Linked DNA regions of Sus scrofa: regions 1 and 2 are each linked to region 3. A link is a contact called in public Hi-C and promoter capture Hi-C data. All regions are on one chromosome and are shown on one strand. The core of a region is the stretch at or near the end of the contact, and the rest is flanking DNA. Distances in the headings are between cores, read along the strand shown. Region 1 holds the start of CECR6 (cat eye syndrome critical region protein 6). Region 2 holds the start of ADA2 (cat eye syndrome chromosome region, candidate 1). Region 3 holds the start of PEX26 (peroxisome assembly protein 26).

Region 1 (4,883 bases), core at 1,817-4,316, 640 kb after region 3:
TTCTGCCCTTGACTGGCTGCGTGGCCGAGAGCAAGCTGTTTCTGCCTCTGTGTCCGGGTATCATATATAAGGTGTGAGCACAGATCCTGTGTCTTCCCTTTTACAGATCCCTGTGGTATGTTTCTACTCACTTTATAAATGAGAAATTCTTTTCAACTTACTTCTTTTCATCCCAGTCACATCTTTGTCGAGCCCTTTCCAGGCTGAAGTGAAGGCTCTGTGTGGTGCCTGTGTGCATTTGTGCGTGTGCGCGCACACACGCGCGCGCATGTGTATGTGCGTGCGTGCGTGCACACAGAAGATCAGACATAACCCAGTGCAAAGTGTAGTTCCCTCTGACACTTGGACCACCTGTGTACTCTGCCATGTGCCTTGACCGCTTATCCTTATGATCTGTGGTCTTTTTTTTCAGCCGTGCCCATGGCATGTGGAAGTTCCCGGCCAGGGATGGAACCTGCAACAGCAGTGACCTGAGCCACAGCAGTGACAACACTGGATTCTTAACCTGCTGAGCCATCAGGGAACTCCTCTGTGGTCTTTTTATTCAGGGCCTCAGACTTGAAAGAAATTGGGTTAAAGAATCTTACATAGGAGTTCCCTTCATGGCTCAGCGGTTAACGAATCCAACTAGGATCCATGAGGATGTGGGTTCGATCCCCGGCTTCACTCAGTGGGTTAAGGTTCTGGCATTGCAGTGAACTGTGATGTAGGTCACAGACATGGTTGGATCCTGCGTTGCTGTGGCTGTGGTGTAGGCTGGCAGCTACAGCTCCAATTAGACCCCTAGCCTGGGAACCTCCATATGCTGTGAGTGCAACTAAAAAGGAAAAAGCCAAAAAAAAAAAAAAAAAAAAAAAAAAAAAAAAAACTCATACAGAAGCTACTCTGAGCCAGTGAAGTCCATTTCCTAGAGAGGCACGGATTAAGTCAAAGGGCTATTAGCACCCAAGTTACCAGGGAGGAGGCCTGTCCTCTGAAGGCAGCTGTGGGTGAGACCTGGCCTGCGGGGTGAGAGGAGGGAGCTGGGAGCCTGGCTGGGGGAGGGTGGGAGGGTCAGGGGCAGAGTTGCCACTGTTCCCTCAGAAGCCCCGTTCTTTGCCTTCTTCAGCTGCTTCCTGAGCTGGAGGTTAGCTGCTGGCTGGTGTTTTCCTGGGGGAGATGGGGGAGCCTGGCTGTAATCACCCCCATGAGCACCTGGCAGCTCCTCAATCTGAGTTGTAACCAGGAGCTGCTCTGCCCTGACACCTGCCCTGATGTGATGCTCACACAGGACAGGCTGCTGGTGCTCTTTACTGCCCACCTTGCCCGTGTGGTGGGTCTTGGCACCAGCTGGCAGGGCTGAATCTCTCATACTGTGAAGCCTGTGACCAGTAACGAGAGCTGCTCTGCTCCCTGGCACCTACTGAAGTGCAAAGCCGTCAGGGAGCGGAGCTAGGAATGTGGCCTCAGGAAGGGATTCAGCCCAGAAAACAGTCATTGGTGGCCTGTGCTGTGAGTAATGTTCCTGGGAGGTGGAGACAGATGCTGAATGGAATTGTGATGATAACAGCAGCCACCTGTAACATGCTCTGCACCAGGCACTGGGCCAACCCTCCAAACTTGCAGCCTCCCTCTCTCTTTTTGTAACAACCTCTCTAATACAACAGCCTGGGAACGTAGACATTGGTCCCTTTGTACAGCTGGATAATCCGAGGCTCAGAGAAGTGAAATAGCTGGTCCAAGGTCACACAGGTAAAGTGGTGGAGCTGAGACCACCGCCCCAGAGCCCAGCTCTCCCGCCACACCTGCTCTGCCTGTGTGACCACTGGACACAGAGCTTGTGTGTGCCAGGGGTAGGCTGTGAGTGCTAAACCCCACATCTACTGAGGACTAACTGTACAGACCTCCAAGAGACTGGAGAAAGCCATGCAGCTCAAACTGACCCTGTTCGAGAAGCAGATTTAGGGTCAAGGCCAGGCAACCAGCCTCCATTGTCCCCCTGAGTCCCCTCCCTCCCTGTGAGGTGTTATGTGGAAAGGGGGTGAAATGAAGGCAGGCGAGAGGCAGCCTCAGGTATGTGGAGGACCAAGAAGGGGCAGGAGAGCTTCCTGCCCTGCTTTGATGGGCTGGAGTGTTAGTGTTACACAGGCACCCCACCTGCTCCCTAAACCCCTACAGGCACAACTCCACCTGCTGCCTTCTTGAGCTGCTTCCCTGTTCCAGCCCCAACATGGACTAAGTTCAGAGGGTGAGGCAGGATGGGCCCTGAGTTTGTAGATGCAGGATGCTGTGTTTCTGCCCACCGCGGGGCTGCAGCCTTCCCTGCCACTGCCTTGGGGCTTTGTTCTATCAGGGCGCCGTTCCTCTAGGTGTCCCTTTATTTTCCTCTGCTAGCTACATGTTACTGTTGTTGCCACTCCAGCTTTAAGAACTTCAGAGAATACTGAAGCCCACTTGGCAGGGTCAACTCCTACCATCCTTTTACTGCTCCTTACTTCCAAGCGCATTTACATTCACAGAGCTGCTCCATTCGCTGGAAACTGGTACCTCACCCAGGGTGGCCCCGGAATAGAGCTGCATGTTTGGGGCTCCTGTTCTTTGTCCTTGTAATCAGTATCGCCTGATTCTTCCCTTGGTTTTTAAGAGCCTTGGAGAGAGGCCGGATTGGCCCAGGGGTGCCTGCAGAGGTTCCCGCCTGGTCCTCCGGAGGCACAGTCTATATAGAGACTACAGAGACCAAGGCCATCCGGTCCCCTAACGCCCCAGGGGTTCAGCGAGTGGGACCTCGCCGACCACCTCCCATTCCGCCCCGCCCGGCGTCCCTCCTGGTTCTGCCCGCTGAGTCCTCCTTCCTGCCCCAACTCCTCGCCTCGGCACCCGCTCCCCTTCTTCCCGCGACCCGGTGGCCAGGCTTTCCCCCTCCCGGCCCTGAATCCAATCCTCGTTTCCCCGCCCCGCCCCCAGCTCTGGCGGGGCCGCCTCACGCGCCGTCACCGCCACCGTCACCGCGCGTCGGCGGCAGCCCGCGCGCACCCGGCCACGGAGCTCGGCTCGCGGCGCGCGGCTCCGGCCGGGGAGGCGGGAGGGAGCCGAGGACAATGCGCCCCGCGCTCGGCGCCCCCCGCGCGGCCCCGCCCCCCGCCCGGCTGCAGCCCCCGTTTCTTCGAGGCCGGAGCGGCTCGGGCAGCAGCAGCAGCAGCACCAGCAGCGGCACTGGCGGCGGCTCCGGCAGCAGCGCGGGCGCCGAGCGGGAGGACGACGACGAGAGCGCCAGCATCAGCAGGCCACTGGTGCCCGCCGGGACCCCGGGGACCCCCGCCGCCTCCGCCGCTTCCACGCCCACCTCCCCGTGCAGCATGACCGCCGCCGACCTGGGCGCGGGCGTGGTGGCCGGGGCCGTCGGGGGCGCGGGCGGTCCCGGCCCCGGCCCCTCCTGTCGTTCGTGCTGTGGCTGCTGCGGCCGCCCGTCCCGGCAGGGCCGCGGGGGCGGGAACCGCGGCTGCACCCTTGGCCCTGGCTGCCGCTGGGGCTACCAGGCTCTGTCCGTGGCGCTGCTTCTGGCGCAGGGCGGCCTGCTGGACGTGTACCTCATCGCCGTCACCGACCTGTACTGGTGCTCCTGGGTCGCTACCGATCTGGTAGTGGCGGCGGGCTGGGCCATTTTCTTCGCCAAGAACAGCCGGGGCCGTCGGGGCAGCCCACACGCCCACCACCCGCACCACCCGCACGTCGCGCCCCTGCACCTGCCCGCCGCCCCTGCTGCCGCTGCCGCTGCTGGGGCTGCGGGCGCCAAGGTGCGCGGCGGCCGCGGGGGCGCTGGCGGCCCGGGGCCCGCGGGGACGGCGGGGGCGGCCGGTGAGTTCGCCTTCGCCTACCTGGCCTGGCTCATCTACTCCATCGCCTTCACGCCCAAGGTGGTGCTCATCCTGGGCACGTCCATCCTGGACCTCATCGAGCTGCGAGCGCCCTTCGGCACCACGGGCTTTCGCCTCACCATGGCTCTGTCGGCGCCGCTACTCTACAGCCTGGTGCGGGCCATCGGCGAGGCGGGCGCCGCCCCTGGCTCCGCGGGCCCCCTGCTTCTGCAGCCCCAGCAGCACCGCGCCGCCGGCTGCTTTCTGGGCACGTGCCTGGACCTGCTGGACAGCTTCGCCCTGGTGGAGCTGATGCTGGACGGTCGTGCGCCGCTGCCCGCGCACCTGCGCTATCTGCTCATCGCCGTCTACTTCCTCGCGCTCGCCTCGCCGGTGCTCTGGCTCTACGAGCTCCACGCCGCAGCAGCCGCCTCGCCTCGGGGCCGGGCCTCGCGGCCCGGCAGCTGCAGCCGCCTGCTGCGCCTGCTGGGCGGCTGCCTGGTGGACGTGCCCTTGCTGGCGCTGCGCTGCCTGCTGGCCGTGAGCTACCAGCAGCCGCTCTCCGTCTTCATGCTCAAGAACCTCTTCTTCCTGGGCTGCCGCGGCCTGGAAGCCTTGGAGGGCTGTTGGGACCGGGGGACCCCAGCGTCCCCAAATCGGGCCCGGGCGGGCTATGGTGCTCCACCCTCTGCCCCTACCACGACCGGAGGCCCCCAGCTGGCCCACTGCATCTCAGAGGATGAGGGGGGCGCCCACGGCTATGTCAACACCCTGGCTGTGGCATCCCAGAATTGAGGGGTCTGGGAGGCTTGCTTTGGGGTTGGGAGACCCCGCTGCCGGTCCTCTGACCTTCTGTCACCCAACTGGATCAGTCTCTGGGAGAGGTGACTGCTAATAGGGCTAAGGGCCAGGGCGCCCTTTAGAACCCCTCCGGTCAAGACTACTTGGAGCGGACAGCTGCTAAGGAGATGGAGAGCGGTCCGTGGACTCTCTTCTTCCTCTCCTGCCCTTCCTTCCCTAATCTTTGCCTCCAAGGGGCTGGTGCCTCTG
Region 2 (4,547 bases), core at 104-2,603, 580 kb after region 3:
CAGAGGTTTCAGCAATGAGGGGCTGTGAAGTGGCTTTGTGGGTGATTTGGGGCAGAAGGCACTGGAGGGGGCGGGGCTGGGCTGGGAGGGGTGCTGGGCAGGCATGTGGGTTGATTGTGACACAGAGGTCGCTATACGGTCTCCTGTGGTGTCTTCTGTGTTGGCCTGGGGATGTGGCACAGTGGTTACTTCCAACAGCAGTAATGCAGGCATCTCTGGAACTTGCTACATGCACCGGGCACTTTGCAGGACTTCCTCATTGAGCCCATGGCACCCTGCACAGCCCTGCTCTACCATCTCCACTCCGGCCCAGGAAACGAAGTCTGGAGAGTGTAGATGATATGGCTAGGCCTGACCGCAGCCTCTGGTCACATGCTGTGTCCCCTCCCCACCCCCCTGGAGTGGTTTCCCTGCCCACCTTCCTGCCCTTGTTCTCCCCACAGCCCCTAGGCTTCCCACCCTCCCCCCACACCCCTGATTCCCCTTAAAGCACCTACTTTCTATTGTATCTTTTTTTCTTTTTGGCCACACCCGCCCAGCAGCAAGCAGAAGGTCCTGAACCAGGAATCAAACCCACACCATAACAATGACAACACTGGGTCCTTAACCCGCTGTGCCACCAGGGAACTCCTGCATCAACTTTTTTACCTTCTATCCAGTGGGTTGGCCCACAATTCACCTCCAATTTTGAGGAGGGAGGCCTTGCCCAAAGTTCTCGAGCAGGGGAAGTTCCCATCATGGCTCAGTGGTTAATGAACCAGACTAGCATCCATAAGGATGCAGGTTGGATCCCTGGCCTCAGTGGGTTAAGGATCTGGTATTGCTGTGAGCTGTGGTGTAGGTTGAAGACTCGGCTCAGATCCCAAGTTGCTGTGGCTCTGGTGTAGGCCGGTGGCTACCACTGTGATTCAATCCCTTGCCTCGGAACCTTTATATGCCACGGATGCAGCATATAGGACACCTAAAGGACAAAAAGACAAAACAAAAACAAACAAACGAAAAAACAAAGTTCCGGAGCAGGTTCTAGAGTGCCTCCTGCGCTTCGTGTGGTGTGGAACTGGTCCTGGATCCACTGTGACAGCCACGGCACCTGCCAGTTAAGCATGACGTACACGCACATGGAGGCACACACTGTGTCTAACCCGCCAAGCACCCCAGGTACAGCTCCAGGAAGAGGCTCTCACACGCATAGACACACATGCACTGGGACCCCCCCCCACCCAACTCCCGCCCTCCTGGGCCCTGGGCGGAGACGGGGCTGGGGCAGTAGGGAAGTGAAACCACCCTGGGGAAGTGAACCGAGCCTGAGCCTCAATTTCTGAGGTGGCCACAGTCTCTCGGGCTCTGGAGCTGCTCCGAGGTAACTGGGGTCCCCTGGGTGGGGGATCGGGCCTGAATGGGTGGCTGGGGGTGCTGGTTGCTCACCTGGGGGCTTCCAGGGGTGCCAGGAGCAGGGCTGCTCAATGCATTACCGGCTATGGCCCAGGGCGGGGACCAGGCTTGTGGACATGCAAGTTCCTCTCTTCCTTGTCTGAAAACAAAATATTTTCATAGAGTGTTTTTTTAATGTGATTGGCTATGTCTGCGCTGTGTGGAAATTCCCAGGCTAGGGATCAAACCCACACCACAACAGTGACAATGCCGGGTTCTTAACCCACTGAGCCACCAGGGAATTTTGTAGCGTTTTAATACTCTCCCTTTCTTTCTTTTTCTCTTTCTTTCTTTCTTTCTCTCTTTCTTTCTTTCTTTCTCTCTCTCTCTCTCCCTCTCTCTCTTTCTTTCTTTCTTTTTCTTCCTTCCTTCCTTCCTTCTTTCTTTCTCTCTCTCCTTCCTTCCTTCCTTCCTCCTTCCTTCCTTCCTTCCCTTCCTCCCTCCCTCCCTCCCTCCTTTCTCTCTCTCTCTCTCTCTCTCTTTCTTTCTTTCTTTCTTTCTTGTTTTTTAGGACCACACCCATGGCATACAGTATTTCCCAGCCTAGGGGTCTAATGCGACTGAAGTTCCCAGCCTACACCACAGCTACAGCAACACCAGATCTGAGGCGCATCTGCAACCTACACCTAAGCTTGTAGATCCCTAACCCACTGAGTGAGGCCAGAGATTAAACCTGCATCTTCCTGGCTACTAGAGTCGGGTTTATTACCGCTGAGCTGCAATGGGAACGCCTAATTTTTTTTTTATTATAGTTAATTTACAATGTTGTATCAATTTCTGCTGTACAGCAAAGTGACCCAGTTGTACATATATTAGAACTGGACCTTCCTTTAAAAGCAAAAGAGTGGGACCATGGAGAGAGAGATGAAGTGAGCACAGCTGGAGTGGGGACAGGGAGTTCTTTCCTGGGAGGGAGGACACTTCTGTCTGAGAGGCTACCAGGAGGCCCAGGGTGCTGGCCACACAGAAGCTCTGGGATCCTTGGAGAGGACAGAGTGGGAGGTTTGGGGGCTGGTGGCCCTGCTATATGTCACTGGGGAGAGGGGAAGAGCGGGGCCCTTGGTGGAGGATGTGGTGGGGGTGGCTCAGGAGTGGGGACATCACTGTCCTTCCCTCCTGGAGACAAACACTCACCCAAGGACAGATTCCAGGACCTGATGAAGGTGCAGGGACTGCCAAGGCCAGCTCTGGGATTCGGTGCACAGCTCTGCCAGCTGTCCTCCTAGCCAGCAGTCACCTGGTCTTCTGGCTCCCTCTTGAAATTCCCCCTTGGGAGTTTCCATTGTGGTGCAATGGAAACGAATCCGACTAGTAACCAAGAGGTTGCTGGTTTGATCCCTGGCCTCGCTCAGAGGGTTAAGGATCCAGCAATGCCGTGAGCTGTGGTATAGGTCACAGACTCAGCTCTGATCCTGCGTTGCTGTTGTGGCTGTGGCCTAGCCTGACAGCTGTAGCTCCAATTCTACCCCTAGCCTGGGAACTTCCATATGCCTCGGGTGCGCTCCTCCCCCAAAAAAAATTTCCCCGTGGAGTATCTGCTGTAACTGCATAAACATACTGAATCATTGAAAGCTACCCCTGGAAAGAATCCTGGATATAACATGTCCCAGTGATGATCAGACTTGCCATTTCTTTCTTTCTTTCTTTCCTTTTTTTTTTTTTTTTTGTCTTTTTAGGGCCACACCCACGGCACGTTGAGGTTCCCAGGCTACGGGCTGAATCAAAGCTATAGCTGCTGGCCTATACCAGAGCCATGGCAACTCAGGATCCAAGCCACATCTGAGACCTACACCACAGTTTACGGCAATGCCAGATCCTTTAATCCACTGAGCAAGGCCAGGGATGGAAGCTGCATCCTCAAGGATGCTAATCAGATGCATTTCCCCTGAACCATGATGGGACTCCTTTTTTTATTTTTATTTTTTGATAGGCAAGAAATAGATCTGTTAAGATAGGACGCTTGTGAGAGATACAAGCGGGCAGGCAACGAGGCTCTGCCCAGACTTGCCATTTCTGTTATAACCTGCACCTCTCTTTACTTAATATGTTTCTTCACATTAACTTGCTTTAAGGTGTGTGTGTGTGTGTGTGTGTGTGTGTGTGTGTGTGTGTGTGTGTGTAGGGCCACACCCATGGCATATGGACGGTCCCAGGCTAGGGGTTGAATCAGAGCTGTAGCCACTGGCCTACACCACAGCCACAGCAATGCCAGATCCAACCTGTATCTGCGATCAACACCACAGCTCACGGCAAAGTTGGATCCTTAACCCACTGAGCAAGGTCAGGGATCGAACCTGCATCCTCATGGATACCAGTCAGATTTGTTTCTGCTGAGCCACGATGGGAACTCCTGCTTTAAGTTTTTTTTTTTTTTTGTCTTTTTGCTATTTCTTTGGGCCGCTCCCACGGCATATGGAGGTTCCCGGGCTAGGGGTCGAATCGGAGCTGTAGTCACCAGCCTACGCCAGAGACACAGCAACGCTGGATCCGAGCCGCATCTGCAACCTACACCACAGCTCACGGCAACGCCGGATCCTTAACCCACTGAGCAAGGGCAGGGACCGAACCCGCAACCTCATGGTCCCTAGTCGGATTCGTTAACCACTGCGCCATGACGGGAACTCCTGCTTTAAGTTTTTTTATTCCATCTGAATCTTGAGGACACATGGGTCAAGAACTACTGTTAAGTCCAATTTACCCTTGTTGCAGGTGAGGGAACAGACCCGCAGGCCTAAAATCTCAAAGAGATGTGGTGATTTGGGGCTGTGCCTGGAGTCTCGATGATTTCAGTGGAAAGTCTCCTACTCTCAACTGTGCAGAAACTTTGCCCAAGTGTGACTCACATGGTCCCCGGTGGGGCTGCACACAGACCCAGCCAGGGCAAGTCCTTCCTCCTCCTCTCAGATCCCTGCCCACGGGCTAGCTGGGCAGGCTGCTCTCCCTAAGCTTCTGGAATCTTACTGCTAAAGCTCTGAAATATCAAGAACATGGTGTTTGAATGACTGACTGTGCTGGGTACTCAGCAAGTCTGAATAAAGGAGGGCAGCTCTTCTGTTCTGGGACAATTTATTGTACTATTTAGTTCCTTTTTTTTTTTCCTCCCACCTACTTTTTTT
Region 3 (4,640 bases), core at 1,022-3,521:
TCTTTACTTTCCCCCTCCCCCACTCCTAAATTCCTCCGTCCTCATCATTTATTGTTAGGGTTTCAAGTCTAGGGGTAAGAAAAGAAACATGAAAAGAATTAGATTTGGAGGGAAATAGTAGGGAAGGGGGAAAAGGAGCTATCAGGACTGATTTGGGAAAGGACAGGAAAACCCTCTTGCTCCTGCACTGACCCAGTGGGTAAGCGGTAAGGACCTAAGGACCTACCACAACTCCAGGACTTTGGGGGGCAGCTTCTCAGGAATCTGGTAATACTGAAGAACCCAAGACAGGACTTCCCGCCACCGATCCATCTCCGCCAGGGCCTGGATTCCCACAACACAGAGAGAGCATTTCACCTCCAAGGAGCTGTCAGGGAAAAGCCAATTCAAGTTTAGAAGCGGTTTCCCTGCATTGCCATTGCCACCTCCACCTTGGGACTCTTCTTCACCAGCTCCCAAATTCAGCAGTCGTCACCTCTACCCTCCCACCGGTGTTCTAGTGGACCTCACAATTACAAGTGGTCTTCTGCCCCCAAACAAGAGAAAACTGCCCTTTTCCCAGGAGCTAAAAGTTTCTCTAAATCTAGAAGCAAATCAGCAGCTGCCCAACACACAGCTCTGTATGCAGTTGAAATGTGGATTAATGAGCAGGAGGGTTCCTTTACTTCTTAGGTGAAGAGGACAAGAAACAGCATAGATATTTGGGTGGGAAGAGAGGTGGAGCTAAGAATTTGAAAGGTTATAGCCTCAGTACAGGCACAGGAACTCCACTACTGGCCTCCTAGCACCACCTACAGAGGCACCTCCAAGCACCCAAATCAAAGCCTTCAGCATTTATTCACCAACCCCCTGAACACACAGCCAGGGCTCCCCAATTCATTACTCCCTGGGGTCAGCTTTGACTACTCTACCCACCCCCTCCCTAGTGTGGCCTAAGCCAACCTTACAATCCACAGAGAAATTATGCCTTCAACTACCAGAGAGGACGGCAGCATTAGAAAAAGCAGCGCAAGACCAAGGTTTCTAATTCTTTGATCCGACCCTTCAATAGAACTGGAACACTACTCCTGCCCTGAACCCCATCCCCACTCATCAGCCAAAGTGAGAAGGGGACAACTCAGTGGAGGGTGTACCTTCGACAAGCCTCCCACCACCTGCTTACTGGAGCAACTGAACAATACAATCCTGTCTTCCCTTCATGTCATTCTGCCCTGGAACAGGGAGAAAGAATTGGCTGTGGGTTCCCACTAAGCCCTGTGACACGACTCAACTGCTTCCTCCTCAACGGGCAGTGCCTCCCCTTTCTCCTCAGAAAATGGGCACAAGGTCAGGCACCCCTGAGGAAAGCAAGGAGTAAGACTTCCGCCAACAATCGGAGGGCAAGAGTCCTGGGGACTGGTGCCCCTCCCACCGTCACCCGAAGGGAGCCGAGCCCAGCACGTACGCGCCCGCGGGCTCCTCCGCCAGGCCCTGCCACGCGCGTTCGCAGGTGCGGAGCGCCGCGGCAAAGTCCAGGTGCACCACCAGCAAGTCGGCCGCCTCCTCCAGCAGAAGTGCGGCTGCCGATGGGGCCGGGGAGGAGCGCACCGGCTCGCTGCTCCGCAGGGGGCCCCCAAGCCCCCTCAGGGGGGCTGCAGAGGTCGCGGGGTCACTCCTCATAGGCGGGCGCCGGGCGACCGCCCTCTGGGGGCTGCAGGGTGTCCGGTGCGGCCTGGGAGAAGAGAGGGTCCTCACAGCCTGGCCCACGAACCGCCCGAGGCCGCAGCCCGTAAAGGAAAGATTGGCGCGGCTGGGCTTGTCTGCGGCTCCAGCGAGGGACAGCCTGGCACCCTCGGATATGCAGAGCACTGCGTCCCTGGAGACGCAGCCTCACGACAAGGACTGGAACCCCCGAGCCCGGGAAGGAGTCTGCCCCGACCCTCTCCAGGGGCTGAGCCGCCGCCAGCGGCGCGGGAACGTGGGCGCCGACAGCTTCGCTGCGCGCGCAGAGCGGCGCCCGGCGGCGCGGGACACTCTGGGAGTTGTAGTCTTGCTCCTGGAGCGGCCCCGCTCCGGGGCGCAGATGGGGGGCTTCGGACTACAAGCCCCGGCATACGGCGCCCCAGAAGCCGTCACAGTCGGAGGAAGCCAGCCGACCCAAGCCGCGGGCTGTGGGAGGTGAGGTGGGTACTTGTTGCGGGCCGAGGCTCTGGCCTCCGGCTTCTCTAGCTCCTGGATTCTGTAGGGACACGGCTCCGGCGGCGAGCAGGAGAGGGCGTCTGTGAACCGCCTCCTCCCGGGCCCCGCCCAGCACCCGTCAGTCCTTCCTTCTTTTGTTTTGCTGCCGGTCCCACAACTGGCAGGTGGCAAAAACACAGCCAGCCAAGGGCAGGAGCTTGGCCACCGCGCTCTGCCGGATGGGCTGTGTCCGCTTGTGTCCAGGGATCCACACTGAGCCTCCGTGTCTTATGCCAGATAGATATTCCGTGAAAAAGCCGTACAGTGTGTAATGCAGTTTACAGTAAAGGACTGAGTCAGAGTAAGTATTCAATACGTCCTGGCTTTAATAGTAATTATTAAGTAATTTTACACAGATACAGAAGTTACATTTATTATTATATTCTGTGCTTCACTCAGGCTTTGAAGAGCCTCCTAGGTTTGTGCTAAGCCCTGAGCTTCAGTTCCTCCCAGTTCCCTACCATTTGCACTCTCTCCAAAACGTTGCCCTTGTGATTAAATCGGACAGGCCAGGCACAGGGTCAGCACCTGCCTGCCTCAGCATCCCCTTCCATGGTCACCAGCCAGGGCCTTCCACCCTCTGCAAAAAGTCCTCCTGGAAAGCTGAGGCAGAAGCACAAAATCCATCAGACTCTGGGGATGAGAAGTGTGGACCCCATAATGGCATAAGGTGATAAAGCCAGGACTTCACTTTTTCCGTGGATATTTAACACCTACTAAGTGCCAGCCTTGTTCTAAACACTGAGGATCCCACATGAACGAAGGAGACAAAAATGTCCTCCTTTGTGGAGCTTCCATCATAGTGAAAGAGGGGAGCAAAATTAAAAATAAATACAGTGGTATGTCAGATGGTGATAAATGCTTAAAGAGAACTTGGATGTGACAACAGTGACTACGTTTAACTTTGTTTTCTAGCAGTAAATCCAGGGTTGAAGTAGAGCAGAGAGAAAATGTGCTTTTCATGCTCAGAACTAGCCTCCATTGGTGAAATCACTGCCCTTGGGACCAACACATACTTGATGTCCACCCTAAGTCCCCCTTTCTCTCCAGGCAATATTCTTCCCACAGAGCAAACTCCACTCTGGAAAGTGAATTAGTTCAAGGCTGAATTTATCAAAATGTTTTATCTGTTCTGCCTCAGATTTGACAGCCAATAATGAAGATCATTAGTAATAGCATAATTACTGGACTGTAAACAAACAAAAAACTGTTTCTCAGAATTGGCTTATAAGTCTCCCCTGAAAAATCAGAAAAGCAGTAGTAGCGTCAGAATACAGACCTGACCAGGCCTGGGCCAGTTGAGACTGGCAGGACCAGGCCTCTGCCTCCAGGAGCACCACTTCCAAGCTTTTGCTGCCAGAAAAAGGCCCCTTCCTTAATCCTAGAGAAGGTTCTTGCTCTGCCCAGGATTTTCCAGGAGATGGCAGCACAGCCTTAAAAGAAGCAAGCCTGCCAGTACGTGCAGTGCTGTGATCCCTAGAATGAGGTCAAGATATTTAAAGAAGTGGGAGTTTGCAAAAAAAAAAAAAAAAAAAAAAAAATATGAAAATAGGATTTTTCTATTTCTGTGTTTCGCCCAATCTCTGACTACCTGGGCCTACGCAGTGGTCTCTCTGTCACCACTACCCCTTAGCACTCTTATGCCCACCAGCTGATTCCCGAGTAACAGTGCTGACATAATGGAGCCAGACCATCTAATGAAGCCAGACCATCTCAAGCTAAGACACAGCAGTCCTAATTTATTCCACCTGAGGGACAGTGACCAAGTGTCTTAATGTCTCAGGGCTCATGACTCAAGCTATGAAACAGCCTTCCCTCCCTCTGGTATAAAATAAGTGGTGGTGGAGTTCCTGCTGCAGAGATTGGGGTTCCATCGCCAGCCCCGGGGCCGTGAGTTAAGGATCTGGCATTGCTGCAGCTGTGGTGCAGGTCACAGCTGTGGTGCAGGTTGCAGCTCTGGCTCGAATTCGATCCCTGGCTTGGGAACTTTCATATGCCTCTGGTGCAGCCACAAAAAAAAAAAGAGAGAGAGAGAAGTGGGAACAAGGCAGTTCTTTCCAATCTGAAAGCCCTGACCTGTGTCAAGATTTGTATTGTTGGAATCCTTTCATTTTGGGAAAATTAGTGGAGTAAATGAGACACGAAACCCACGCAATAGCCATTCCCTAGCCCAAGCTGTGGGACTTGCTGTTCTTTCTGTTTGCCAGGTACAGTGTGTCTTGCCTGAGCAGGGTCCTGAGGTTGTGGATTTGCTCACCTACTTTGAACATGTGGTAAGTTGGTGTTTCTGTAGCAGAAGGAGCTCTGGAATGGGAGATAGGCTATGCCGCTTGGAATCTTAGGGACCTCTGGAAGGTCGGCTTAGTCCTCTGAGTCTGTTTTCTCATCTGAAGACATGAATACCAACACCTGCCACATGGGGT

What was found. Promoter capture Hi-C pulls out the DNA fragments that hold promoters and counts their contacts. A called contact is a pair of places that touch in the nucleus more often than the background predicts.
Region 1: a contact with region 3 is called in a Hi-C map of epiblast stem cells, with 2.0 times the contacts expected there. A contact is called at or near these places in 1 of 47 Hi-C or Micro-C datasets (epiblast stem cells) and 1 of 2 datasets of targeted methods (alveolar macrophages).
Region 2: a promoter capture Hi-C map of liver shows a contact between it and region 3, with 3 times the contacts expected there. A contact is called at or near these places in 2 of 5 promoter capture datasets (fetal liver and liver) and 1 of 2 datasets of targeted methods (alveolar macrophages).

What each region holds. Positions count from the first base shown.
Region 1 is chr5:69,486,672-69,491,554 of Sscrofa11.1, reverse strand. It overlaps CECR6 (cat eye syndrome critical region protein 6), which reads left to right and starts at 3,066. Exons shown (of 1, transcript XM_021092985.1): 1 at 3,066-4,883. The coding sequence starts at 3,078. The coding sequence ends at 4,628.
Region 2 is chr5:69,551,446-69,555,992 of Sscrofa11.1, reverse strand. It overlaps ADA2 (cat eye syndrome chromosome region, candidate 1), which reads left to right and starts at 1,353. Exons shown (of 12, transcript NM_214016.2): 1 at 1,353-1,360. LOC110260759 (a long non-coding RNA gene) reads right to left here and starts at 2,797. Exons shown (of 3, transcript XR_002344148.1): 1 at 2,566-2,797; 2 at 1,426-1,531.
Region 3 is chr5:70,130,655-70,135,294 of Sscrofa11.1, reverse strand. PEX26 (peroxisome assembly protein 26) reads right to left here and starts at 2,271. Exons shown (of 5, transcript XM_003126596.4): 1 at 1,445-2,271; 2 at 227-367. The coding sequence starts at 1,659. It overlaps MICAL3 (F-actin-methionine sulfoxide oxidase MICAL3), which reads left to right and starts at 2,326. Exons shown (of 40, transcript XM_021092508.1): 1 at 2,326-2,518.